7 separate regions of the Mus musculus genome follow, and regions 2, 3, 4, 5, 6 and 7 are each linked to region 1. The links are chromatin contacts, called in public Hi-C, HiCAR-type, HiChIP or PLAC-seq and promoter capture Hi-C maps. All regions are on one chromosome and are shown on one strand. Each heading gives the region's core, a stretch centred on a gene start, on an enhancer-like site or on the middle of the called end of the contact. The rest is flanking DNA. Distances are from core to core; before and after follow the strand shown.

Region 1 (3,737 bases), core at 327-2,826:
CAAAGAGTTAACAGACTCCAAGCCTCTAGCCTGGCCATGGAGGGGTCCTTGAGTCAGAGAGAAACTAAGCCTTTTTTCTAATACTCTTGTTGCTATCAGTTGGAGTCAAATTACCAGAAACCAGAGGTCTTAGAATAGCAAAGAATTAAAGAGAAAAACTCCTGAAAGCAAGCAGCTTTTGGACATACAATAGCAAAGAATTAAAGTCAGAGAAATTGCTAAAAGTAAGTAGTCTTTGGCTACAGAATAGCAAAGAGAACTGCCAAAGATAAAGCAGCTTTGGTCTCCATCTGACTCTGTAACTCTTAGCTGCCTTCCTGGGGAAACTGGGTGCTGGGATAAGCCCTGGGCACTAAGTGACCCTAAAAAGAAATGGGATGTGAGCAGAGAGACAATGAGAGGGATCACTGGAGAGGAAAGAGGAACTGAGAGCATTTTTATGTTTTAATTTTATGTGCATGCATGTTTTGCCAGCACGTATGTCGTTACATACCTGTTGCCTGTGGGCCCAGAAAAGGGAATCAGATTCCCTGAGCTGGATTTATAGATAGTTGTGACCTACTATGTGGATGTTAGGAACTGTACCCAGGTCTTCTGCAAGAGCAGCAACTGCTGAGCCACCTCTACAATTCCAAGGATATTTACTTCTTTTTTTAAAATTATTTTATTTTAAATTTATTTTCCACACTCCATATTCCATACCCCCGCCCCTATCCACCCTCCGTTTGCATCACATCCCATACCTCCTATGGATATTTACTTTTAAAGAAAAATATTTAGGCATTTAGGTGCTATTAGGAAAGTGGAAGCAGTATACTCAGTTTAGAAGAGCCTTGTGAATATTTGAATCTGATGAAGTGTTCCCCTCGGATCTCATATTCAGTAAATCCTGTCGGCGTGAGCCACCACAACCCATGCGAATCGCATATCCAGATTTTGAAAATATGGAGATGACAGAGAGGTCAGCAGTTGAGTTTTGCATGCATGTCTAGATTCAAGTTCAGATTATTTGTTATACTGTGCCTCTGTTATCCGCCCCCCCACCCCCCGCCTCCCCTCCCCTCTTCTTTTCTTTTCGAGACAAGGACTCTTGTCTATAGCCAGGCTGTCCTCCAAACGCCCTCCGCAGGGCTGCTATGGCAGGTGCGCGCCAACTTTTAAAGTAATAATCAACTTCGCAGCTAACTTTTATAATAATAATCCCCTCAGAGCTAACACCTTACGCTTGTCCTACGGTTAGAGCGAGCGGCCTCCCCGCAGCACAGACCTCACCTTACCCTGCTCCTCAAGCCCGCCCAGCCGCTCAGGGTTTAACCCTCATTCAGACCCGCAGTCCGCTCCTCCCAGCGTGCGGAGCCCGTCTCTAGGCAACGCCAGTGCATCCGACGTCTGCGCAGGCTCCGCCGCCGGCTCTGCTTGTTTTTAAACAGTCGTCCAAAAGGGCCAATCAGAGGCGGCTCACCGAGAAGCCGGGTGAGGACTGGTCGAAAGCCTCTCGCCATGGCCAATGGGCGTGGAGGCTAGCTGGGCGGGACCGGAAGTGAGCGGGAGGGAAGAGGGGCGGCGGCGGCGGGCAGTTTGAATCGCTCGTGCTGGTCGGGGAGGAACGGTGCGCTGTGTGAGGAGCTCGGCGGTGAGGAACTCGGGGCTCGCAGAGCCCGGAGCCAGGTTCTGTGAGGAGCTCAGGTGAGCAGCGTCCCCCCTCGGGGCCCCCGTCCTCCGCCCGCGGCCCCCCATCGGAGGCCCGCATGGTTTCTAGAAGCTTCTTTCTCACTTGGCGGCTTAGGGTCGCCAGGGTGCCAGGCTGTGCTGTGTGCTCAGCAGCCAGAACTAGCTAGCACTGGCAGAGAGGCAGGGGATCCTGACGGAGGACAACAGCAGAAACCTGCCAGACCCTCTTTAGGGCCTGAGGCGGGCGGTGGGCCCATGAACGGAGCCCTCCGCATTTTAAAGACATACTTTCGGTGGAAGTTCTTTTACACCGTCACCACAGAGATTTTGCTTCATCTTTCAAAGTCTTCTTCTCAGACCCTGCCTCTTTAATCTTAATTTTTTACATTTACGGATTTTACAACTTTTGCTCTAGTGACCCGATTTAGGTGGCTGACAGGTTGTTCCGTACCCAGTCAACACCTAATGGCAATTAGGCGATCGGTGTGATGTATTTATATATAAGTGTAGGAGAGGTAGAAAATGTATATAAGTGTGTAATGAACATAGTAAAAAAAAATGCCTTTTAAACACCCAAGACTAATAACCAAAACTCTGACATCACTCACTCCAAATAACAATCCTAAAACCCCATGATCCCCAGTGAACAGTATATAATTGGAGACTAAGACAATGCTCTGCGCTGCACATATGAGAAGACACCACCATAATCTGCCCTCAGGAGCCTCAAATCAAAAACTTCTGTTGGCTTGTAAGGCCTTAATGGGAAAGGTTGTGTGTAGTCTTGCTTCAATTTGATGTCCCAGGATCAGGTGGTATCCAAGGGGGTCTCCTCCCCTCTCTGAGAAGGGAAGGTGTTTGTGAGGATGGGACTGGGATCACAGGCAGAAGGGGAGGCTACCATTAGGATGTAGAATGAATAAATAATAATAATAAAAAGGAAAAAAAAAACTGAACCTGACAAGCTAAAATATGTCACCCAGGTGAGCAGCCCTGGGAAGATAGGGTTAAGACTGTAATTAGAAATTTAAAGTGTAAATACTGTATACTAATCCTCAGCATAATAAAATATAACTTTAGTTATCTTAACTACATTTGTAAATATCTTCTTGCTCTCAACAAAGTGTGTGACTACAAACATGAATATAGCTGTTTGTAGGTTTTGAATTAGAAAATAAACCTGCTGGATTCCCTTGCTTATATTGCCTCTCTAGATGTTTTGTTGCTTTTATTTTGTTTTGTTTTTTGACTTGTTGGCTGTGTAGCCCTGTCTGGCCTGGAACTCACTCTGTAGACCAGGCTGGCTTCAAACTCAGAGATCCACTGGCCTCTGTCTCCCAAGTGCTGGGGTGAAAGGTGGATATGGCTGTGGCACGTTGATGTATTGATTTCGGTGGCTGGCTGAATTGTTAAGACAATTTTTGCGTGTGGTTTTTGGTCTAATGTACTCTCCTCACTCTTGAATGAACAAGCTACAGGGTCAATTGCTCTTTGTTTTAGTTAAGAGGCCTTTGATTTCTTTCAGAAAATTTTGTGGGAAATTGAGTGTGGAGTTACACATGTCTTCTGTGAAATGAGATCTGGGAAAAAAAATAATGAAGCTGACACCAAAAACTGTCTTCAAGGCCCGGTATCTAATATGTCAAGATCCTTGTTTCTCTTTAACTTTTGAAAGTATTTTTTCAAAATATTTACAGTTAGATACTATCTCAGTATACAAACACGGATGTGGCTCGGAAAGCGGTGATCCACATTTCCTCAGCGTCATGAACTGAAGTATATTTTTGGGGCATTAACATCATAGATAACACATACAGAATGGGAGATGCCATTGTAATGCTCCAGGAAGTTGCCAACATCATTCTCACAATTGACAAAACAAGACAGAAAGAACAGTTGGGTCTGAGTGACAGTGGCAGGGCTCGAGTTGTCCTTTGAGTCCCTGTCTGTGTTCCTTTTTCATGGGGAGTGCCTTGATTACCTTTGCAACAGTCCTGGCAGTAGCCTAGCTCACTCGACTGAGGCATGCGTCAGTTTAACGAATGATAAGCTTGGGAAGAGTTAGA
Region 2 (3,737 bases), core at 767-3,266, 1.9 Mb before region 1:
CTTACACATATGTGTTTTAATTTCAACTCTTCTTATTAAAAAGGTTGTACTATTACTTTCATTACAACTGTAACCTTTTCTTTCAAAGAGCTTCACTTTTAATTATGTGTATGTAGGGGGAGGGAGAGATGGGTGTATAACAGACCCTCTAGAGTTACAGGCAGTTGTGAGGTTTGGGGTGTGAGTGCTGAGAACTGAACTCTGGTCCCACAAAACAGCAGTGTGGCCTCTTAAAGGCTAAGTCATCCCTACAGCCGCAGCATCTTTTTTTTTTTTTTAATGTAAACCTTATTTCATTGTTATTGTATGTATGTGTGCACATGTGTGTGACTGTCAGGCTTGCACAGGAAGTGTTTCACACAGTAAACCATCACACTGGCTCACAACACTTAGAAGGTAACTCTGGATGTCCTTCCTTTCCTTGCTCCATATCCTTACCCTGCTCTACAACACTATCTACTCTTAGCCTGGGACAAGATTAGCTACGCTAGAGCCATACACATTTCGGTGGGAAGGGAGTTGGCACTGAATAAAACAGTGTAATGGGCCACATCAGGTCTAGGACTTGGGAGGCTGAGGATCAAAAGTTGAGAGTTATCCTTGGCTTTAGGGAGTACAGGCCAACCTGGATGTCACAGACTTTAGTAAAACGTAAAAAACTCTTACCTGTAACTGGTTTCAAACTTGGACAAGGAACTAAGGTGCATATTTAACATGCCAAAGTCTAATTGACCTCCAGGTTCTCTCAGCATCCCCCAGTCCCTACTTGGCACACCCTGCCCCCCAGACTTGAACTTACAGATCCTTGGTTTCCAGTCCCGTTCTCTACAGGTTACACACTGGCTACAGTTAACCAAGAATTGCCTATAGTGTAAAAACCTTGGCAGGAAACTGAAGCAAAGGTCTCACATTTACACAGGACTTCTTTATGGATAGCTATCTGTCAAAGTCCCTCTTCAGCCTTTAATAAAGGCATCTTTTCGCATACCACTGCCATTTAACATTTACAACAGCTGACATACTGTGCCCACTTTGCTGACATATCGAGGCTAGATGATAATGCCGCATTCCATAATCACTTTAGTAGAACTGGAATTTAACTCCTAACCCTAAAATTTTTTCTCTTAGCTACCTGTATAAGGGGAACTAACTCGTGGAACTTGTGTGCAGAGAATGAGCGCGTTCAGCCAAGCTTTTCGGATGTTCTCATCCACATGGAACCTGCTTTAGAACGCGCAATTGACAGTCTCGCAAGACAAATCGCTGTAAAACGCTCAGAAAATCATTTGGCTCTCTTAATGAAGGCTTCACCTGCACTGAACGTTTTAAAAAATAATCTCAAAATTCAGCACTTTATCTTATTTGCTGCCTGGGAAACCAGAGACTGTGCCCCCAAGTGGTCAAAGGCATCCTCGCAAGCACGAGCCTCTGCTCCAACTGTGCAAGGCTACTCCAGCAACCCTGCATGCGCCTAAGCGCTGGCTCCAAGACTAGCAGCCGTGCTTCCCGCCCCATACATCGGCGCATGCGCCTTTCTAGCCTCTGTAGCTGCCGCCACTAGGTGGCGCCACTCCCCCCAGACGCTTCGCCCGCGTCCCTCCTCCGTACCTTTGTCCAGTTCCATAAGAGCGGAATTAGCGTCCAGCTCCTGTTCGCCATAGCCGGCATCGGCCAGGAACGACTTGGTTGAGTTTGACGCCATGACCCGGACAGTTACCCGACTCGCCCAGTCACAAAGATTGCAAACTCTACCCCAGCACCGCCATCTTCTCCCGCCGCGGTCTCGCGGATTTTTCCCTCCGCGCGCTGTCAGGCAGTGTACGCATGCGCCTCGGTCGCCCCGCGGTTCGCCAGTTCCTCTCTGGGCCCCCCCGCGCAGGCGCTCAGGGAGCCTGTGAACCTTGGGTTCCCGCGGCTGAGCGAGAGGGAGGCGGAGCTTAGGATGGGGGCGAGCCTTCGAGGCGCCAGGACGCTGCGACGAGAGCCAATCAGAAAGCGTGACGTCAGTTTGGCGCGGAGTTTGGCGGCCGGGGCTCTTAGTGGCGGGAGTTGGAGGCGAAACCGCGCCGCGTTGTGGAGGGTGCAGACGGCGGCTCCTGTGGAACTTGGGGGCGATCTTCTCGGCGTTCCCCTCAGCTGAGCCTTCTCCTCAGGCCCAGATGCTCTTCAACTCGGTACTCCGCCAGCCGCAGCTCGGCGTCCTGAGGAACGGTGAGTAACGGCCCCAACGGCCGCTGGCCGTGGCGGGAACCACCTCCCCCCAGGCGCTCCACCTTGGATCGCTGCCGACTGTGGGCCTCCAGGTCTCCCGCGGCCGGAGCGAATCCGGGCGAGCGAGGACCGCCGAAGAACATCGTGCTTGGGTTCCTTCCGGACGCTTTTCACCGTAATCGAGCTTTTTAGTTCGGAACGGAGGCCGAAGTTAGGACGCTCAGTGGCGTCCCGGGCCCCTGGCTGCTTACGTCAATATCGCGCGTTAACTAGAGAGTGCACGCTTGTGAGAGTCGGGGGTGGGAGACGCTTTGGCACCAGCGATGTGCCTGCCGTCTCTGCAGAACCTTAGCGATCCCTGCAAGTTCGTTGTGCACCAGCGCGCATGGCCCGCAGTTAAGGAACTCAATCTTAAGGCGCCAAAGTCCCCTCCCCCATCTCTGCAGGCTCTGAAAAGTCCTAAAATACAGACTAAAAGATGCCCATAGCCACACCCACGAGGTGACCACGGGTAATGGATGGAAGGGTATTGTTCCAAATGTGTCTTGATGCCGAGGTACTTCCAGAAATGGGATTAAACTCGTTTTTCTCTTCACGGTGGAATTCAGCCATGTTCTCCTGTTAGCATATAGAAAGCCAGCTCATCTCCTACAGTACTCTTAAAAACATTGGCAATCTGAGATGCGATTAGGCTGATGTGTTGTTAAACTAAGACCTTGAAGAGTGGTCCTAAGAATGTTGAGAAGAGGAAAAGCTCCTTGAGGTCCTGCCCGGATCTAAAACTTTGTAGTCGTATTCCCTCTGTGGATACTCTTGTAGTTACATTCTGCCTCTTTCTCTGCTCGAACTTTACAAAAGTTACTTCGCCCTGTGTTAGGAATGGCCGCCCTGCACAATGGTTGTGAGCGGTCTTCGGAGCGTCTGAGTTTCAACTCCACCTCTTTTCCTATGTGCTACATTTTCTGTCTACCCACTTTTCAGTCTGTCGTTCCGGCTTACAGATAGCCAGACAGACGTTCAGTGATAGGCACTGGCATTCATTGATTGTTACCTCCTGAAGTCTGCATCTCTTTTCCCCTCCGGTGTTGCTGGGCCTTAAATGATTATAGCCGTAAGTAAGGATTCTACTGCTGCTACACTCTTCCATTCCCTATGTTTTGGGTTAATTTCTGTAAAAGCTGTATGTATTGAACTTAATCTAGACAGTTAGGCATACAAGCATCTTATATTCTAATGCCCCAAACTGAGTTGGCTTCTTCCCAATTTTTGGGAGTGACATTATTTTAAACTGGTGTCCCCAGCTAAAACTTAGACTCCATATTCCTCATTATGACATTTTCAAAAGAAAAAAAAGAAATCCCTTAAGTCTGCTTGAATCTCTTTTTCCATCCCCACAGATTCAGCCTCTTTACCTCAAACTGAGTCTTCCATTTTCTCTATTCCATCCCCACCATTGGGCCTGATACTTTACTCCCTGATCATAACAAGCCTCTAAATGTGCCTTTAGTTTCCTTTCTCTACCGATA
Region 3 (3,737 bases), core at 870-3,369, 1.4 Mb before region 1:
TGACTCTGACACAGAACTCAAACGCGTTAGTAAAAAATAATGGACTCTTGGTGAACTGGAATGGAAACAGTGGGAAAATTAACTCTTAGGAGAGGGGCTAAATACCCATGGCGCATGGTAGAGACTGCACTGGCTCTATCTATAACACCGTCACTACGGCCAGATAAGTGACAAACAACAGAGAGTGGCAGCCTCTAGAGAAGTGCAGGGCTATGCAACAGTAAGTTGTCCCCAGGAAGGGTTCAGGATGGATGGGGAAGTCAAGGAGGACTTAAAATACGAGATTGTTTGAAACTGTTGTCAATGGGCACGCCTTCTGTACCACTTCTATAATTAAGAAGTAAGCATAAATAATGACTGATAATTATGAGCTAGAGTATGTATTCTATACTAGTATCTTATAAAAAGGGCTGTGATATAGCTCAGTGGACAACACTTTGCTAGCAAGAGCAAGGAAGGCTCTGCTTTCAATTCTTAGCACTAAAGGGAAAAAAAAACCTATTTTATAGGATAAGATTCTTACTATATTAAACTCTTGAGGACATTTAGAAAACAAATTGTCTTTGAAATACTCATTGCTGTTTCATCTATCATTTAAGAATGTCACTGTGTTTCTCAGTCTTTCCTAGATGTTTATCAACAAACCTTCTCTACTTCTGATTCTCTTTAAGATCTCATTCAACAAGCTATTAGAGGTGAAGTCACATTTGTCTATTCCTACATGTAAATGTTCTCATTATCTTAGCATTTTTCTATAATCAGATAAACCCTCTTAGTTACAGTCATCTCCCAAGATAACTATTAAAAACATTAAGTGCCGTTTCTCTCCTTGCCTTACTTCTAAGGAGAGAATAACACAGGAGCTACTATTCCCAAAACTGGGGTATAAAACTACAATCCAAGGAAGGTTTCTTCATTATTCTTTCCCTTAACCACTGTTGTTTTAGTTTTTGATGCTGACAACCTCTATATTTACTCTGCACTCTTGTCATTGGTCATGAATGTGCTGTTACAAGCTTGAAACTTTCCCCTACATATAGGCTGTTTATCTGCTTGAGTTAGCAGTCCTTCGATCTCTAGTGTCTTTTCCCAGAAACCATCATATTCAGGGGTACACAAAATATAGGAGAAATAAGTGTGTTCTAAGGGTTTATGGGTGCCGGGGGAGCAACAGGATGCACAGGTTCTACGTAGCCCTGGCTTGTCTGGAACTCACGGCGTGGACCAGACTAGTCTCGAACTCACAGAGATTTGCATGCCCCTGCCTTCCGAGTACTTGGCATACACTGTCATGACCAGCTCAACTAGAACTTGGTAAAATTTAACACCAAGACAGCTTCTTCATCTATTTTCAACTTAAAAAGAAAATGTTTTCTCCCCGAATCCACACGATGTTATAAAAACAAACAAAAACAATAACAATGACCAAAAACCTAGCCAGATGACTGACTTCAAGGATTATCATTTCCTGGAGAATTCCTCATACCAACCAGCAAAGTTGCGCTGGCCCACAGGAGAGCGACTTTGTCTTTACTGCGCACTTAACTACCAAAAGAAATGTTTTGTAAAACACAAGATTTGAAAGCTTGCTATGAAAGCAAAATGTGATGCCTTGTTTATACGTATAGCGCTGTACATGTTCAAGAATATGGGTACACTTAATACCGCCTGCTTCTTAAGATTACATACGTGTTCGCCCTGTATGTTCCTGACAGGAAGCAGCACCCAGGCGGCACTAGCATCTAGTTGCCTTCCCTGGCATTTCCCAAGCCAGTCTTGGGCATCGTTCCATCTGCGAAGGCCTGACATGGGCCCCGAGCCAGAGCCAGGATGCGCTGGGTGAGGACCGGGAAAGAGGGGTCCGTACCCACTGTGCGTCCCGCAGCGCGAGCTCGCGGACGTCCTCCGGCAGCACGGCCCCGAGCTCCTGCACGAAGCGACCGCACATCTCCATCACTTCCATCACCGCCCTCTTCAAGGTGCAGCGCACTCGGAAGTCCTCTAGGGGAGAGTCTGCTGCCGTGGCCTGAGGGTCTGAGGCGGCCTGGGCATCGTGGTCCTGCGGGGCGGAGACGAGCACTGTTTCAGAGACAGCCGCCATCTTCCCGGTTTAAACTAAGGCGGGAATCGCTGAGACCGGAAGGATGCTTCCCTCCCTGGAACGCTCCTGCACGCGTCCGACTGGAAACCCGATCCGCCGCCGCCGCAAGGTTCCGCCTCGGGTTCCGCGGCCCCAGAGTTCCGCCGCCTGGCTTGCAGTCGAGAAGCCTGCAGGAGTAGCTATGGGTTTGGGGTTAGTGGACTGTCACTGCCATCTCTCCGCCTCGGACTTTGACAACGTATGTGAGGGGGACTTGGGGCTTGCGGGAGTCGGGAGGGCCGTGTCTCCTTTCCCGCAAGTTTTTCTCCCCCAAATCCTCAGACCGTACCTAGTCTATGGCGACCCTTTCGAACCAGCGTCCTGGAACTGACATTCCTCATCTTACACGGCGGTTAACTATTTCTATGAAGCTTTAGTTTGTCGTCTCAACACCCCTTTCTCCTACCACTCTTGAGGTGTGCTGATCCATCCAAGCCCTTAGCAGAGGTTCTAGTTCTGGCCCGGCAGAGGGACAAACAAAAATAATAACACTTGATGGAGTGAATGTGTAGGGATGGAAATAGGTTTTACCGGCTACATTGGGGAAAGTGAAGAGGAAGGAGAAGTAGGTGCCTTTTTCTTAGGAGGTGACGCTTAGGGTGTGAGTGTATGGTAGTGATGAACACCGGCAGGTTGTAGACCTCCCATACATTATAGAATTTGATCTGTTTTAGTTAACCAGCAGCTGGAAACACTTAATAAAGGAGAAATTTCCAGGAGCTGGGAAGGGTAGGTCAAGGTCAGTAAGACATTTGGATTGCATTAGATGCACAGTCTTAACCCTTAAAAGTTTAAAAACAAACCCATTTTAAATATATATAGAGAGCGAATATTCTGAAGACAAATTTGCTGCTGAGTGGCAAAAAGGTGGAGGAGAGAAAGTGAGAGCATTTAGGAAACGTCTCAGTTTACAGACAAGAGCTGGTAGAAGCCAGTACAGTGAGAATATCATGAGAATACCATGTACTCAACAAATTTTAGGAATAACACCAACAGTACATGCATGCCTTGGATAAGAACAGCAAGGGGAGGAAGAAATCGAGCATGACTTAGATTTCAGTTTGTGCTTCCTGTAAGGAAGATGGTGATGGCCTTTGCTGAGACGAGAAAAGGTTTGGGATCAGAGTGGGCAGGTGGGCAGCTGGAAATCCTAGTGGGGGGATATTGGTTAAGTCTGATCTCATCCAAGTGGAAAGATTAGAATACATAATCATTTCAAATGTGAGTCGTGGGTCTTGGAGAGAGTAAAAACTCTGTAAGTTGGAGATTCAGCATGGTATCAAAAACCACGAGAAGGGGAGGATATAGCTTAGTGATAGAGATCTTACATAGTGTGGTCGAGGATGTTAAACAAACAAAGGAAAAAGGCAGAATCCCTTAAGGCAAGTGGAAAGAGAACAGAAGAGCTTGAAGTCACAAAAAGGACAGAGAATCAGTCAAGGAGACTGAAGAGTTACCTACCACTAGGCTGTGAAAGCAAATCATGAGGGAAATGTCCAGAAGCCTCTGAGGGACAGAGTGAGAGAGGACAGGAAAGCTCTGTGTGTTTGGCAACAGAGATCTCTGTTTTGATATAGTGTGCATCATGGACTGTGAG
Region 4 (3,737 bases), core at 398-2,897, 1.3 Mb before region 1:
CAAACTGTTAATAGTTCTCCTATCTCCCCATGACTAAAGGTTTATGGGCTTGGTCTTCTGCAGGTCCCCTGCAGCCACTGTGAGCTCATTAGCGCCAGAGTCATTCCAACACTCAGGAAGCAGAGATAGGTGGATTTCCATGAATTCGGGTCAACCTGCCTACAGAGTCCCGGGTGACACCCTGTCTAAAAAGGAGGATCAGAGGGAGAGAGAGTGAGTAAATCTTAAGTCCTGGCACCCCGTGTTTGCACGCACAGCTTCCCAAAGGGTAGCAGGCTGACTTTGTCTAAGGCCCAGTAGGACCCTGATGCTTCCGGAGCTCTGCCCTCATCCGGTCCCGGGATGTGCAAGTACACGGTTAGCTTATGCACAGACTTTGGTTACTGGTGGGGTACAGGAGGCAGGCAGGGGCTGCACCTGTCCATTACCTCCTTCAGTCCTCTGCGTGGATGGAGCCGCTCAGCTCAATCAACGCAAAGGCCTGCTTCTGAGGAAGCCTCTTTCTTTGGGCGGACGGAAATGCTTTCTGGCGCTCTCCTTCCAAGATAACCTGAGGCTAAACGCTGCGGAGCGAGCGCAGAGAAAGGCCTGGCAGCTCCAGCAAACCACAGCGTAGAGAACGCCTGCCTTGGGCTCCTCTTACATCTTCACAAGCTTGACCCCGCCCCTCTTCTCGGCAACTCCCCGATTGGTTTTCTGGACTTCCGAAACGCTCAATGATTGGATGGAGGGTCGCACTACGCGATACGAGATGCCCTGGGGGCGGGGACTGCCGGCAAGAGCCAGGCGCGGTGAGCTCTGCTTCACTTAGTCAGCAAGCGGCGCAGGCGAGCGCGCTGAACCGGGTGGGACCTAGGAGCCGGCGAGGAGCACTAAGGGGCGGCGGGGCGGGGAGCCGGGAGGCATGGCGCGGCCCGATGACGAGGTGGGGCCGGCCGTGGCGCCCGGGCACCCGCTGGGGAAGGGATACCTTCCAGTGCCCAAGGGCGCCCCGGACGGGGAGGCGCGCTTGGTACCGCAAAACGGGCCTGAGGCGCTGAACGGAGGCCCCGGGCTCGGCCCGCTGATCGCGGGAGCCCAGGGCGGGCCGCAAGCCCTGATAGCGGCGGAGGAGGAGACCCAGGCCCGGCTGTTGCCCGCGGGCGACGGGGAGGACGTCCCATGCCCCGCGTGTCCCCCGCGCACAGCGCTGTCGCCGAGGCGCTTCGTGGTGCTGCTCATCTTCAGCCTTTACTCGCTGGTGAACGCCTTCCAGTGGATCCAGTACAGCAGCATCAGCAACGTGTTCGAGGACTTCTACGAGGTGTCGCCGCTGCACATCAACTGGCTGTCCATGGTGTACATGGTGGCCTACGTGCCCCTCATCTTCCCGGCCACCTGGCTGCTGGACACGCGAGGCCTGCGGCTCACGGCGCTGCTGGGCTCCGGCCTCAACTGCCTGGGAGCCTGGGTCAAGTGCGGCAGCGTGCAGCGGCACCTCTTCTGGGTCACCATGCTGGGGCAGATCCTGTGCTCCGTGGCCCAGGTCTTCATCCTGGGCTTGCCCTCCCCCGTCGCCTCGGTATGGTTTGGACCCAAGGAGGTGTCGACGGCTTGTGCCACAGCAGTGCTGGGCAATCAGGTAAAGACTGGAACGTCTAGATAACTGGGATCCTTTCAGGCTGGTAGGAAGTCATAGGCCGGGCTGGGGCAACGGTCTGTGGGTAAAGTGCATACTATAGAAGCGTGAAGACTGGGCTCCAGCACCACGAGAAAAGCCTGGCACGGTGGCTCCAGGGTGTATTCCCAGCCAGCACTGACAGGTGAGGAGGACAGCTCCTGAGAAAGGACACCGAGGTTGCCCTCTGGCCTACACACAGGCGCACACACGGGCACGCTTGGAAACTGGCGGTAAAAGAGATCTCAGGTGTTTTTGTCGCCACTGCAGAAGAAAGGTCTTGAGATCTGGAAAGTTTGTTTCCATGTTAAATGTCCTTGGAACAGCCCTGATTTAATTGTATTAGTATTAGTAGTCAGCCCAGCTTGGCACCTACTGGTCACGTATAAGTGAATGTTCAATAAATGCTCCGGTGATAAAGACTTGGCAGTATTACTGAGTCCAGCTATTAGTTCTTAACCGTGAGACAGTGGAAGGCAAATCACTGATCAAGAATGGTTAGTGGGATAAGTCAAGGCTTCCTTAAGAAATGATCTTGTTTTTTTCTACCATCATAAATTCAAATGCCACTAGAATAACAGAAATAATAGTAGGTAAAAGGTTTTTGTATGTGATTTATTTATTTAAAACGGTCTCTTCCACTGTGTAGGGCAGGCTGGTCTGGAAATCACAGTGTCCCCCTGGCTGGCCTCAAACTTGACAATCTTGCTTCAGGCTCCCAAACACCACCATGAGTCACCACAATATTATGTTTGCATTTGTTAATTTTAGGCTTGTTATTGTAACTTAAAATTTTGCTAGAGGGCACTTGTGACACCTGATGTTTTTGTCACCACTGTAAATGTCACATTTTAAAAGATGCTTAGTATTCATTCAGTTGAAGGAAATCTAGTTTAAAAAAAAAATCTATAATCCTTTCTATACATATATTGTTACCTGCCGCCATGTAACTAGAAAATGTTACTTTCTTACTTCAAGTCTCACTTGGGTCAAGATCATGGTTTAAAATACCCCAAGAGACTAAATATGTGTGCCTATTTTATTAGTTACTTTCTTTTTCTAAGTCACTTAATTGCTATGTATCAAAAACAATTTATTACTGATACATTGATTGGTTGTTTCTTTTTTTTTTTTTAAGATTTATTTATTATTATATGTAAGTACACTGTAGCTGTCTTCAGACACACCAGAAGAGGGAGTCAGATCTTGTTACGGATGGTTATGAGCCACCATGTGGTTGCTGGGATTTGAACTCTGGACCTTCGGAAGAGCAGTCGGGTGCTCTTACCCACTGAGCCATCTCACCAGCCCCCGGTTGTTTCTTTATGTTTAGATAGCAGATGTTTTTTAAAAGGTATTTTTTTGGTTCTGAATTGTTTTCGAGGTAAATGCTTCATTAAGCATAACAAAAATATCAACTCCATATTTATGAAGTATTAATTTTATGGATAATAAGTGGAAATATTTACTTATAGGTGGACTTCGCTCTTCTCAGCACATATCTGGAGCTTCCTATATTCACTTGAGGTAGTCTCACTCCTTTCTTGACCTCTATAACTGTACAGTTGTTCAATATCACCAAAACACATTTTCAGCTTCATTTATGGAATGATCATGCATAATAATATTCAGCAGCAGCACGCAGTCACTAAGCTTGTGATTTGTGTGCATGTATCATTTAACTTGGTATTATAAGTTTAGAAACTATTATTTTCTGCATTCAATAAATAGGAAAATTGAGACTTTAAGGAATGAAGTAATTTTCCCAAAGTAATAATAGATCTTGTTCATGTAAGTGTGTCTGGTTCCTGAATGGTGGCTTCTAACTTTCAGGTCTCTAGAAAGAACCTTTGAAAATACAGGCCCTTTAAGCTTGCCAGTGCTTCTCAAAATACTTAATGTGAAGTGTTTACTGTGAGTTACAAATCTTTCTAATGTGACTTCTTTGGTTTCTTAAACAATGCCAGACTTGCAATTGCACAAGGGCCTCTGCAGAAACATTGGTTCCCTTTGCTTACGATACTCTTCCTGTTCAGATTATGTAATTGCATACATACTACCACTAAGCTCTCTTCAGGTT
Region 5 (3,737 bases), core at 509-3,008, 1.2 Mb before region 1:
TACTGCATTATCTGGCAAAGTGTTAGGGTTCTGAGGACTATACTTCTGGGGTTTGTGTCTCAACATCTACTATCACTAAGGTTTGCTTAAGTTGTATTAAGATTTTGTTATGCTGAATTTCTTTATTATGCTATTTTTCATTAGAAAAGATAACCTATATTGTGTACTTTAAACTTAAGTACTCTCAAACTATTCTCTAAATCAACCCTACTGTAAATCTTTAAGGTCACAACATGGGCACTATATCTTGCAATTGACCCCGAAAGTCATTCAAAGGGATTTCAGCACTTGGATCTTGTCTTGTTTTGTTTTTAAATTTAAAAATTTTGAGGTGGCCCATGAGTTTGATCCCAGCACTCAGGAGGCAGAGGTAGGCAGATCTGAGTTGAAGGCCAGCCTGGTCTACACAATGAATCCCAGGACAGCCAGAGATACAAAGAAAAACCCTCCTTCTCTAAAAAACAAACAAACAAAAAACCAAGACAAAAACCAAGTCCAAGACCATCAGCACAGGCTGGTGGTGTCTCTAATTCTCCTGCCTCCACCTCCCCAGTGCTATAACGGTTTACTTTCTGTCTTGAAATGTTTCTATACTGCAACCTGCACAGTGACGCTTATTCTTTGGATTGGCAGTTATTTATACCACATCTTTTTCTTGTAAGATAGTGAGCTTTTGAGGGTTCGAACCTCAGTATTCTCTGAAAGCCCAGTCTCCACCCAAGGGCCAAGCACACAGCTGGTACTCAGAAAATGCCATAGCACAGGAACCAGGAATGGAGTGGGCAGATCCCAACGGCTTATGTAACGACAGTGTGCTATTTCCCACGCGTGGTACGATATAGTTTCAAAGGTTATACAAACCACTGGAATCTTAATAACTAAGTCCTCAAAGTTTATAGGAGAAAAACATAATCCGTACATCCAATTTAAGATTCGGTGGATACTACTTGGGGTGACATTATTAGAGGCTGCATGTACTGTGGCGCTTTAAAATTTCAAGTGAGTTATTTTTTTACTTTTGGAGGCGGAGTGTCACGCTCGCTGCCTAATCCAGGCCAGCCTCAAATTCATGGTTATCCTCCCGCCTCGGCCTCCGGGGTGTGGAAAGTGCAGGCGTGAGCCATCACGCCAGGCTCTCAAAGAGTGGATTGAAAGAAAAATACCCAGGACGGAGCAAGAACTTGAGTGGCGGTGAAAGTTGGCCTCCGCGTGACCGACGCTGCCCAGCCACCCCGGGGCGCGCAGCCTCCCTCCGGGCGGGGCCCTGCGCGCGGGCGGCGGCGGCGAGCGTGGAGGCCGCGCGAGGCCCGCAGGATCCCGGAGGCCGCGGCCACCGCTGCTGCCCGCCCGCGCGTTACCTCTCCCCGGGCGCCGCCTGGCGCGTCCCCGCCGCGGACCCTCTTCCTCCGCCTTCCTCCCGCGCCCCGCCGCCCCGCCCCTCCCCTCCCCGCCCGCCCCTCCAGGTCCCTCCCTCTGTCCATCCCGCCGGCCGCTCGCCACTGACCGGCCTCGCCCCGCCACACAGCGGCCGTAGCCCCTCCTCACACAGCGCCACGTCTCCATCTTGGCTCTCTGTGAGCGCCCAACGCCCGGGCCCGCGGCTGCACCTCAGCTTCGGCCGCTCGCCGGGTCCTACCGGATCCCCATCACTCGGCTCCCGGCCGGCCGCTAGGCATGCTGGGAGGAGCGTCTCGCCGCAGGCCCGGTCACCATCTTGCCTTCTGGGGCAGTTCCTTTAAGCAGTGCGACTCCGGGCATGCGCAGAGCGTGCGCGGACAGCCATTTCCTGGTAGGGCGGAAGGCTAGCGCTTGACGGCTTTCTTAAGACATAGGAAGGAGCAGGAGCTGCGTGAGACCTAAAGTGTATTTACGTGGTTGCGTAGATCCAAAAGGTAGATTTCCACGTTGAGGAAATACTATTCTGTGGGTTCCCGTAGAACTTTATAATTGATTTTGTGCAAATCTCAGAGAACCCACTTGTACATTAATTAGTGCGTTGATGATCCGAGTCTGTCAGATCGAGCGTAGCTTTCTTGGAAAACATAAATGGAGAAGGGACAGCGAGAATAGCGAGGCAGAGGGCACTGGAAACCAGGGTCGCTGCTTGCTTAGTTTCTTTGGTAGAGCTGTGTAGCTGTGGGTAGTAATTTCTTGGGAAGTTTTGTTCTTTTCCTTGTGTTAATTTTGAGAGATACTTTATCCTTCGTGTATATCCTTCTCTTTATCTGCAGTTGTTATATTGTGTAAACATGTCAGGAATGCTGAATTAGCAAACTCTGAGGAAAGCTAGTCTCTGATTGCACACGCACACTCGTGAGTGTCCTTAGACAAAAGTCTTGTGCAGTCCAGGCATTCGTCAAACTTATCTCACATGCCTGTCTGAGCACTGTGGTCACCAGCAACGTACTGCCATACTTGGCTTCGGACCACATTTTCATCAACCAATATGAAGTCTTGTTTTATGCATGTTCCTTATTTAATTTATATTGTCACTTCATTAACGTTAAACTCTGTCCAACAGTCTTCTGATACATACCTAATTGAAGATAATTTAGTACACATATTTTCTCTATATTACATCATTAACTTTTGTCACCTCAGAATCTTGCAGCAGTATACTTGGGGGGCACTTTTAATAGAAAAATCAGTAAAACTGTGGGAAAGGGACACTAAGTAGTCGGTAGAAAGGTTAGTTTTTTACGGTCTGAAAACTCAAGAGGGCAGAGTGCCTTGTTTAACCTCAGGGACAAGCACACTAGGCAACTAAAATTTGCCTTTCTCCTTGTTGGAGAAAAACCAAAACACTGTGAGGATTGATTTGGACATTTTAGGTAGGTTTTAGGGAGTAGGCAGTTTACAAACGCAGTGTCCACAAATGGGGGCTGACTGCTTGAGGTTTATACTGTCCTATTTTCTAAGGGTGATCACAATGTTGTTGTTAGTTACATGTGGCCAGTAGTGTCCTATATGCCTTGTTCCATAATCACATTGTAAGTGACTTGTGAACAGTGTCCATGACTCCTGTTCAAATCTATTCAACCTAGTACTCTACTGACTACACAACATACGGCAAACAAAGATCATTGATAGGGTTATTAACTGGAGCAGACTTAAGGAAGACCTGTCAATCACCAGACTTTCTCCTCCAAGCACACCTTAGCTCCTCTGCTTGTTGTGCAAAGAAAAATGTAGTGTTTTGAAATAAGCAAATGGCATTAAGGTCCTTCCTTCCTTCCTTCCTTCCTTCCTTCTTTCCTTCCTTCCTTCCTCCCTCCCTCCCTCCCTCCCTCCCTTTCCTTTGTTTGAGACAGGGTTTCTCTGTGTAGCCCTGGCTGTCCTGGAACTCACTCTGTAGACCAGGCTGACCTGGAACTCAGAGATCCACCTGCCTCTACCTCCAGAGTGTTGGGATTAAAGGCGTGCACCACCAACTGTCAAGATGCATTCTTTCAATGAGTTTGAAGGTTTCTTGATGACGAAAGACACTTTGGGAGCTGTCTGCTCTAGAACTTTAGAGAGAGTAGTTACCTTATAGCAGCATGGTGATTATCCTAAGGGTTGGAGAACTCTTGTCTCTGTAACAAAACAAAACACCATTTTTGCATTCATGTTCCAGTTGAAAGTTCTCAGCTCACATTGTTCTGTCCCCTTAAATAGATCCTGCTTTAGTCACTCAATAAGTTAAGCAAGTCTGTTCACATATGCTGACATCTCAACATTCAGACAGCTGAGGCAGG
Region 6 (3,737 bases), core at 416-2,915, 1.2 Mb before region 1:
AAGAGAGGAACAGTCTTTATAACTCCAATGCCTCATTAGTATAAAGTCTGACACATAGCAGGTAGTGAATTCAGGGTTAATGAATAAGTGATAGCTAGTTTTTTGACTGTATAGGCTTGAGCTAGAGAGATAACAGCAGTTAAGAACACCTGGTGCTCTTGCAGGGGACCTACCTGGATTTGGATCCCAGGACCCACATGAACCATCCTGGGGATCTGTGGTGATTTTTTTTTTTTGTGGGTACCAGGTATACATGTGGTCAACATACATGCAGGCAGGCAAAAGACCCATACACATAAGAGAAATAATAAGAAAAGCCTAAAGGCTCAGAAGAGGTTAATAGTCGAAGATCAAACATACAGGGTGGAGACATTATTAGAACAACGTTTTTCTTTCTGCCAAAGAGAGTGGAAATCAGCACATGAGTGGAGCAAGTAGTTTTCAAATGAGCAAGGGTGTCAGGCTGGGATGGAGATGTGAGCAGACAAAGGGTGCTAAAGTCACTCTTTTCCTTTGTAAAAGGATTTTTATTTTTATGTCTATGGGTGTTTTTCTGCTCTTAGGTATGTGTACTACTTGTGTGCTGGAGGAGGCCAGAAGAGGGCATCAGATCCCTCAGAACTGGAGTTACAGGCAGCTAAGAGCTGCCACTGGCATGCTGGGATTTGAACCTCACCCATTCCTCCGGAAGAGCAATCAGAGATCCTAACTAACTACTCAACCACATCTCTAATTCTTCTTACCATCTCTGTTTCTCCCTCTTTGTTTCTTCCCTTCCTTCCTTCCTTAATTGTGTGTTCTAGGGGTTAGAAGGCAGGGAGGAGAGGAAGCAAGAGACACAGAATTAACAACGACAGAACCTTGCAATGAATCTTTTGGGAATGAGAGCTCTGATCAAGAGAAAGTTAAAAAAAAATTGCCAGGTAGGGGATGCCAATCAATAGAAACTGGAGACTCTTTGTAGTGACTTTGAGAGTCTCCTTCTACAACCCCCACAACAGATGCACATTTAAGAGTCTAGGGACTGTTGAAAAAACAACAAACTTCTTTGTTGTTGTTGTTGTTGAGAGTCTTGTTATGTATAGCAGACTGCCCTGGATCCTGTGACTGAGCAAATTTTGTGTTTTGAGACAGGTTCTCCCCATGTAGCCCAGCTTAACTCTGAACTCACTACTTGACCCATGTTGGTCTCAAGCAATCTCCCTGAGAGAGTGGGAGGGATGCACTTCTATTCTACGTAGGGTGAGGGCTTGTCGTGCAGCTGTAGGTATGTCAAAGAGGGTTCATCTACGGGAAAATGGGGACGTGTCTGTCAGAGCGCTGCGATGTTGCTGTGGGCACCGCACAGAGTAAGTAGGGAAGGAAAGGAGATGCTTGGCTCGGGTACCGCTGCGTCCATCACCCAGGACTCTACAGGAGCACAGGGCGGGAGGCCCAACCCTCTCCCCAGCTCGCAAATTCTAGTAGACATCGAAGCTAGTGCACCAGGAGACTTAGTAGGGACGCCTCCGGTATCCATGGCGACTGAGCTAGGCGCTAGTAACCACAGCGGACGATACAGCTCGGAGAGGATCCAGAGCCGCACCTTCTTATCCCGAACGTCGACCGGGATGACCCGGAAGTCTGTGTGGTGATCCGGAAGCAGATCCAAGCGACAGCCCCCCAGGAGCCACCGCCCCCTCTTCGCGGTGCTCGTGCTTAGTGCTGCGTGGAGTCCGGCACAGCTGGGGCTGCCCGATGGTCCCCAGCTGGCGGAAGCACGGGCGGAGGGAGGATGACCTCTCCTTGGGGTCACAGTGCGGACCTGGCCCGCTTCTACACTGTCACCGAGCCCCAGCGACACCCCAGGGGCTACACTGTCTATAAGGTTACCGCACGGGTGAGTTTCTGGATAGGGACACTGGGCGGGGCACGGGCTCCGGGCTGCGGCTGGGTGCGGCGAGTGGTAGGTAGGTTGGTAGGGAGGGATGGAGACTCGGACAGGAGACCCTAGACAGTACACAGGAACTCCAGGCAGAGATGGGACTCTAGGTTCGAGATGTTGAGGACCCCAGGCAGGAGATGGGATCTCAGAATGGAGATGCTGGGGACCCTTGCCAGGAGACAGGACTCCAGGATGGAGATATTGGAGACCTCAGTCAGGAGAGAGGGACCCCAGGATGGAGATGATGGGAACTCTAAGCATGAGAATGGACTCCTGGTAGACTGGAGTGCAGGCTCCATAAGGGATGCTGGGCTCCACCAGCCATTCTGGGGTGGAACACTGGTGGATGTCTTTAAATGGATGACCTAGTCCTCTGTCCTATGTGGACTTTCTCTTGAAATGAAATTTGCAGAATTGGGCTGGTGCATTCCAGAGGGAAAACACACACTTAAAAATGTTAGTGGGTGTGTTGTGGGGCTTATGTAACGGAAGGGACGTTTCCTCTTCTCATTCAGTGGCTGGCTTGCCGTGAGGCAGGTAGAATCTTGGGAAGATTTCGCTGTTAAGACGCTCGTCTTGGATCTTTAGCCTTTGCTTCTGAGTTTTGATGAGTCTTTTCAGGAGACACATGTGTACTTAAGTGAGACTTGAGGGTGGTTGGTGTGGCACAATGGCTCAGCAGGTAAAGATGCTTGCTGTCAAGCCCGAAGAACTGTTTTCATTCCCTGGGACCTACATGGTGGAAGGAGAGAACTGACTCCTGCAAATTGTCCTCTGACCACTGAAGGTGTCGTCCCCCCAAATAAATAAATGGTAATTTTTTTTTACATAAATTCACTGTTCCAAATTTAGTACTGTTTTTCTTAAATTTTGTTGCCTCAGCTTAAGTTTTGAGAACTCGTTTTCCTGGGAAATGAGAACAATAACATGAAATAAGTGCTTATGTGCACTGCTGTGTGTATGCTGGGCATTTTGTACAACTTCATGATGAGGAAGCAGATTCAAGGAAGTTTAAAAGTTTGCTAAAGTTTCTGTTGCAGAGCAGTAGCAGCTTTGAGCTTCGGGACCAGTTCTGCTTAACCCACGATGAGGAAACTCAGTTGCTAGTGTTAAGTCTTGAAGAAGAGGGGTATTGACGGAGGGGCAATAATAATGTTAATAGTGCAGTGAATATTCAAAAAGCACTCAGGAATCTGCCCTGAGGAAGCTGAGAGAAGAGATTGGGGTAAACTGAGCTTGGGGCATGCAAGGGGCTGGCAGCATTTGGAGATGATGCAGAGTCAGACAGATGGGAGTGTGTCGCTGGGTTGAGCAAGTTTCTCAAGACAGCAAGAAGACCAAGTTCTTAAGAGTAGGGAGAAGTTTGCCTAGGTCAGTGTTGTGTACGTGGGGTGTGAGTAGCAGTTTTTTCAAAGAAATGTAAGGAAGTGAGGAGATTCTTGCTAGGCAATCTTGAGACCTCTTTGGTCATTTGCGATCTTTGGTTTCCTGATACACAACTTCTCGAACCAGAACTATTTAACAGACAAGGCGCCTGTCACACCCGCAAACTGAGACGGCGTTGCATCAGTCTGTGCCTGCTAGACAGAGAGCAGGTTCTCTCTAGCAATGGCCTTGGTTTCTTCATTTCAGCTAAGGCAGTGGCTGGTGCAGATCCCCCACATTGATAGAGGTTTTCTTTTTTCTTTCCCAAGATTTATTTATTTTTACTTTATATGTATGAGTGTTTTACCTGCGTGTAGGTATGTGTACTACATGTGTGCTTGGTGCAGGCAGAGGCCAGAAGAGGTAGTTGAATCCTCTGGAACTGAAG
Region 7 (3,737 bases), core at 477-2,976, 1.2 Mb before region 1:
TTTGGACAGTCTGAGGCTAAAGTATTTATAGTCGTTTTTCACTTTGAAGCAAAGGATAAGACCTTGATGATCAGTATGTCAGTTAACTGTGATTAACTGCTGGGGGGTGGGTATGTGTGGGAGTGTGTGCACACGGGTGTGTGTGTGTGGGAGTGTCAGAGGACAACGTCTAAAAAGTTTATATCATTTTTAGAATAGCGGGTGAGTAACTTTTGCATGCTCTAGAAATATTTTGATGGTCCCCATGGTCTAGTGACATCCATTTGAAGCTGTGGGTTTAATGAAATCTGCCCCTTTTGGGGAATAGGTAGTCCTTTATAGAGATCCTAAAAATTGAAACAAAGAAAAAAAGAACAAAAGAAAACAAGGCTGTACTGTGAGGTGCCGAAGTCCTGTGTAAAGTTGACTTGAGCGTGGAGCTAGGCTGGTGCTCACATGGTCTTCCTCTGTTCGGTAGGAAGTGAGCAACCAGAGGCCTCCACAGACTGACAAACAGTGGCTGACGGCCGTATCTGCCTCCAGCGCTTTTCCATGGTCTGTGAGCTAAGAACATTTTTTACATTTTTAAATGGTCGAAAAGCCCAAAGAATTTATCAGTGATGTGATATAACATGCAATTAAAGTTTCAGTGTCTATAGCGAAGTCTTAGTGAGGCCCAGCGTGCTCCTCTGTTCAGCACAGACTTGTGTAGCTACAACAGGACATGGAGGTGCAGGGCCTGAGGTATTTACTCTCTGCCTCTTCACGGAGTTTGCTGAGCCCCGATCTCAGAATGTCTGATCCACTGCAGTTTTCGTTCTTGGTGTTGTCTCCTGTGGAAATAAATAACTCTTTTATGTGCCATTTTTCTAGAACCTTGGCATTAACTACTCAGTGGTGGCCTGGAGATGGAGCCGAGTGCTCATGTGGCATGTGTGAGGTGCCCTGGGATTGTCCCCTGGCATCAAGGAAACAAACCAAGAAACAACCCAGACCCCACCAAATCAAAGCAAGCAGAGACAGCAGTGTGTGTCTGAGCTGTTTCAGGAATGGGGTTTCCAGTTTTGTCTCATAGAATCAGCCGCTCGATGAGTGGATTCGAGAACTGTGTGTGTTCCTGATGTCTCCAAGGATCCGCAGTGTGGAACCAGTTTAGTAATACAGTCACCTAAGACATTTTTCTGTGCTGACCTTTGTGCTGACTGTCACATAGGAAAGCCATGAGGATCAAACTGTTGGGGATGGTGGTACCAAACCACGGTTGGTTATTGCACACGCTGCTGGTAGAAGTGGCACTGTCTGCGTGTTCTGAGACAGCAGGAAGGAAGGCTTCTGTTGTGGCAGCAAGCCTGGCATGCTAGGAAGCTCACAGTGTCCTCCCTGCTAAGCTACCATGCTGCTCTATGGAAGGTGGGTGAGCGCTGTGGAGCTGAGCCGAGAAGCCACTTGCTCACGAGAGGCCACTTTGCTTGAATCAGTAGCAGACAGACAGTTGTCATCACATTTGTGTGTTTGGTGCCTAATTTTTTTTCCCTTGAAATGAACTGAGCTGCCTCTTCAAGGAAAACAGCTCATGGTGTTTGTTGCCAGTAGGAGAGTTTTCCTCCCCAAGTTAGGGCTTTTGTGCTGCCTTGAATTTGACAGTTTGCCAGTGTGATTTTTATTCTGTAATAATGAAATAGGAGGTTGATATGTGGAAGATCTGTGGTAGTCAGGGAACTGACATTTTACAAATAATTGATTTGTTAGGCTATAAATAGCATGGGTAAAGACTGTTCAAGATGGACCAATGGATTTACCTGTAGCGAACCCTACACATTTCAGTGTTTGGGTTTTATGTATTGCTCGTTGCTGTCAGTTTTAAGAGCACAGCACCGTGGAGTTTTGGTGTCATGTAGAAAAACAGAAGTTTGAGTTCAGTTCCCAGGATCCACATGGCAGAAGGAAAGAATTGACTTCACACAGTTGTCCTCTCCTCATGTATGTGCTGTGGGTTCGTGCAGCCCCCACCCCCAGAGTAATAATAGAAGAAGAAGACAGGAAAACAGTGACCACAATTATCTAGCACTTTCCCTTTTATTAACATCTTCCAACCACAAGGCTGTGACAACAGATAGTTTGCCGAACCATGAGTCAGAATGCCTCGTGTTCTGTTCAGCCAGGCATCAAGACTTGCAAAATATCAAAGATTGCCATTTCTCCCAATAAATATTTTTTGTTTTGATGAATGTAGTTACTTTTAATAAAAATTTTAATGCATAATAGTTTTAATGTTTTATTTCAAAAGATTATTATTTAACTTTTTATTGTTTTTATGTGTGTGTGAATTTCACATTATACACCCCAACCCCACTCATCTCTCCCTTCCCTTTATACCTGCCTCCACTCTTGTAACCTCCTCCATGAGGAAAAAAAAATCTCACTGTGGAAGCTGTAGTGTGTCCTATAATAATACCCTCTTTCCTCACTTCTTTATTGGCAAATGTTCATTGCAATGCGTCATTGGTCTGGTTTGATAGAAGCCTCCAGCTTCTGCTACACCATCAATCCTGGACCCTCCCTGGGACTCCTCCCAGATATCCTGTTGCTGCCCTGGGTCGGGGAGATCCTGCAGCTTTAGATCTGTAGGGTTGGACCCTTTACGTGCTCCAGCAGTTTATAGATGGAGTAGATGTCAGGGTGGGTCACTCAAAACCCTAGATCTGGGCCTGGGAGGTCACTGGTCAGCCCACCATCTCTCCCACACCCACTCTACTAGGGTAGGATTTCCAGTACTGCCCTGGCTAGCTCATCCCATGCTACAGCTGGCATTGGGCAGAGCCAGATCTCCTGCTCTCATACTCTTGGGGCTGGCTCACCTGCAATCCAGGAATCGGGACCAGTGTCAGGATCCATCTAGGATAGGCTAAAGACATGCAAATGATGTTTCTGGAGATGGCCCATTGTTTTATATGGTCTGTAATGGGAGATCTCTGAGAGGCAAGGCCCAAAGAGACTTCATCTCAGGATTGCTTCTTGCAGCTGATATGCCTTTCCTGTCATTATTAAATTAGTATAATAATTCCCGGGCATTAGCCCACCCTACTGGGCAGATTTTCTGCAGATCAACAAAGACATATTCTCCTGTAGTAATGCTATATAGACAAATTGATGATTTAATAATTCCTAATAATGTTTCATTGGAATTCTTAAATTTATACAAGTAGTTTTGAGCCCTCTATATAGTATGAAAGCTGCAATTAGGCCTCTATAAACCTGTATGTCATGGGCTAATTGCACTAGCATAGAAAGCAGGCTTGGAACAAATTCACGATCAGGGAAAGCATTGTTTCTAGGCTAGCTGTGAAACTATTATCTGGTAACTAAAGGTCATAAACTGGAAATTTATTGTAGGTGCAAGGACAGAAAATAAAATATTGACTAGATTTATCTATACAAAACTTCAAAACTAATGAGATACAAGGCAGGTGACTTGCCTTTTGGCAAAACCATACTAACTGAGGACATAAGAATTATTGTTTAAAAAAAGAATTATCGTTTTAAACTTCTAATGAACTTGTGGTGTTAGTGAAGGATAATGAATGTTTAGCTAGAACACTTGGAAACATTCCTGCTGAAACTCCTTATTCCATTTATGATGAACTTTTGGAATGTAAAGATGGCTGAAGACCATGTGATCTATTCTCCTGAGAAAGTGTAAGAACTAAGAATGAGGAAAATAAGCAAGCAGGCTTCTTCCTACTGACAAGGACAAGGCT

Evidence for each region. Promoter capture Hi-C pulls out the DNA fragments that hold promoters and counts their contacts. A called contact is a pair of places that touch in the nucleus more often than the background predicts. HiCAR-type assays count read pairs that join an accessible place to other places. HiChIP or PLAC-seq counts read pairs in DNA pulled down with a chosen protein or histone mark.
Region 2: an H3K27ac HiChIP or PLAC-seq map of embryonic stem cells shows a contact between it and region 1, with 4 times the contacts expected there. The contact joins the promoter of Dtl here to the promoter of Cenpf in region 1. A contact is called at or near these places in 1 of 39 promoter capture datasets (pre-B cells) and 2 of 115 datasets of contacts at active chromatin or transcription factors (both in embryonic stem cells).
Region 3: a promoter capture Hi-C map of pre-B cells shows a contact between it and region 1, with 3 times the contacts expected there. The contact joins the promoter of Nsl1 here to the promoter of Cenpf in region 1. A contact is called at or near these places in 7 of 39 promoter capture datasets (3T3-L1-derived adipocytes, the C10 cell line, the HPC-7 cell line and 4 more) and 1 of 115 datasets of contacts at active chromatin or transcription factors (embryonic stem cells).
Region 4: a contact with region 1 is called in a promoter capture Hi-C map of pre-B cells, with 4 times the contacts expected there. The contact joins the promoter of A230020J21Rik here to the promoter of Cenpf in region 1. A contact is called at or near these places in 4 of 39 promoter capture datasets (the C10 cell line, the SN4741 cell line, embryonic stem cells and 1 more) and 1 of 115 datasets of contacts at active chromatin or transcription factors (astrocytes).
Region 5: a contact with region 1 is called in a Hi-C map of B cells, with 10 read pairs. The contact joins the promoter of Angel2 here to the promoter of Cenpf in region 1. A contact is called at or near these places in 3 of 39 promoter capture datasets (cranial neural crest, liver and pre-B cells), 6 of 484 Hi-C or Micro-C datasets (B cells, CD4 T cells, the G1E-ER4 cell line and 1 more) and 10 of 115 datasets of contacts at active chromatin or transcription factors (the SCID.adh cell line, astrocytes, embryonic forebrain and 6 more).
Region 6: a HiCAR-type map of astrocytes shows a contact between it and region 1, with 4 times the contacts expected there. The contact joins the promoter of Rps6kc1 here to the promoter of Cenpf in region 1. A contact is called at or near these places in 4 of 39 promoter capture datasets (the 3T3-L1 cell line, cranial neural crest, hippocampal neurons and 1 more), 1 of 484 Hi-C or Micro-C datasets (the G1E-ER4 cell line) and 6 of 115 datasets of contacts at active chromatin or transcription factors (the SCID.adh cell line, astrocytes, forebrain and 3 more).
Region 7: a promoter capture Hi-C map of hippocampal neurons shows a contact between it and region 1, with 5 times the contacts expected there. The contact joins the enhancer-like site here to the promoter of Cenpf in region 1. A contact is called at or near these places in 4 of 39 promoter capture datasets (the 3T3-L1 cell line, cranial neural crest, hippocampal neurons and 1 more), 7 of 484 Hi-C or Micro-C datasets (the G1E-ER4 cell line, cortical neurons, ganglionic eminence and 1 more) and 1 of 115 datasets of contacts at active chromatin or transcription factors (large pre-B cells).

Annotation. Positions count from the first base shown.
Region 1 is chr1:189,685,925-189,689,661 of GRCm38.p6, reverse strand. Cenpf (centromere protein F) reads left to right here and starts at 1,576. Exons shown (of 18, transcript NM_001081363.2): 1 at 1,576-1,686.
Region 2 is chr1:191,573,823-191,577,559 of GRCm38.p6, reverse strand. Dtl (denticleless E3 ubiquitin protein ligase) reads left to right here and starts at 2,016. Exons shown (of 15, transcript NM_029766.3): 1 at 2,016-2,211. The coding sequence starts at 2,160. Ints7 (integrator complex subunit 7) reads right to left here and starts at 1,924. Exons shown (of 20, transcript NM_178632.6): 1 at 1,609-1,924. The coding sequence starts at 1,702.
Region 3 is chr1:191,061,403-191,065,139 of GRCm38.p6, reverse strand. Nsl1 (NSL1, MIS12 kinetochore complex component) reads right to left here and starts at 2,119. Exons shown (of 6, transcript NM_198654.3): 1 at 1,868-2,119. The coding sequence starts at 2,101. It overlaps Tatdn3 (TatD DNase domain containing 3), which reads left to right and starts at 2,230. Exons shown (of 10, transcript NM_001357166.1): 1 at 2,230-2,339. The coding sequence starts at 2,283.
Region 4 is chr1:191,023,261-191,026,997 of GRCm38.p6, reverse strand. It overlaps A230020J21Rik (RIKEN cDNA A230020J21 gene), which reads right to left and starts at 1,647. Exons shown (of 2, transcript NR_027298.1): 1 at 429-1,647. It overlaps Flvcr1 (feline leukemia virus subgroup C cellular receptor 1), which reads left to right and starts at 808. Exons shown (of 10, transcript NM_001081259.1): 1 at 808-1,621. The coding sequence starts at 905.
Region 5 is chr1:190,926,526-190,930,262 of GRCm38.p6, reverse strand. It overlaps Angel2 (angel homolog 2), which reads right to left and starts at 1,758. Exons shown (of 9, transcript NM_021421.4): 1 at 1,505-1,758. The coding sequence starts at 1,563.
Region 6 is chr1:190,909,698-190,913,434 of GRCm38.p6, reverse strand. Rps6kc1 (ribosomal protein S6 kinase polypeptide 1) reads left to right here and starts at 1,665. Exons shown (of 15, transcript NM_178775.4): 1 at 1,665-1,879. The coding sequence starts at 1,775.
Region 7 is chr1:190,873,585-190,877,321 of GRCm38.p6, reverse strand. All of the region lies in intron 5 of Rps6kc1 (ribosomal protein S6 kinase polypeptide 1), which reads left to right. Among named protein-coding and RNA genes, the nearest start is that of Rps6kc1, 36 kb to the left of the region's middle. Within about 2 kb of position 1,726, at least 11 of the 459 cell types and tissues checked have an H3K27ac peak or open chromatin away from gene starts, as enhancers often do. A contact at or near this core is called in hippocampal neurons, where this site is marked.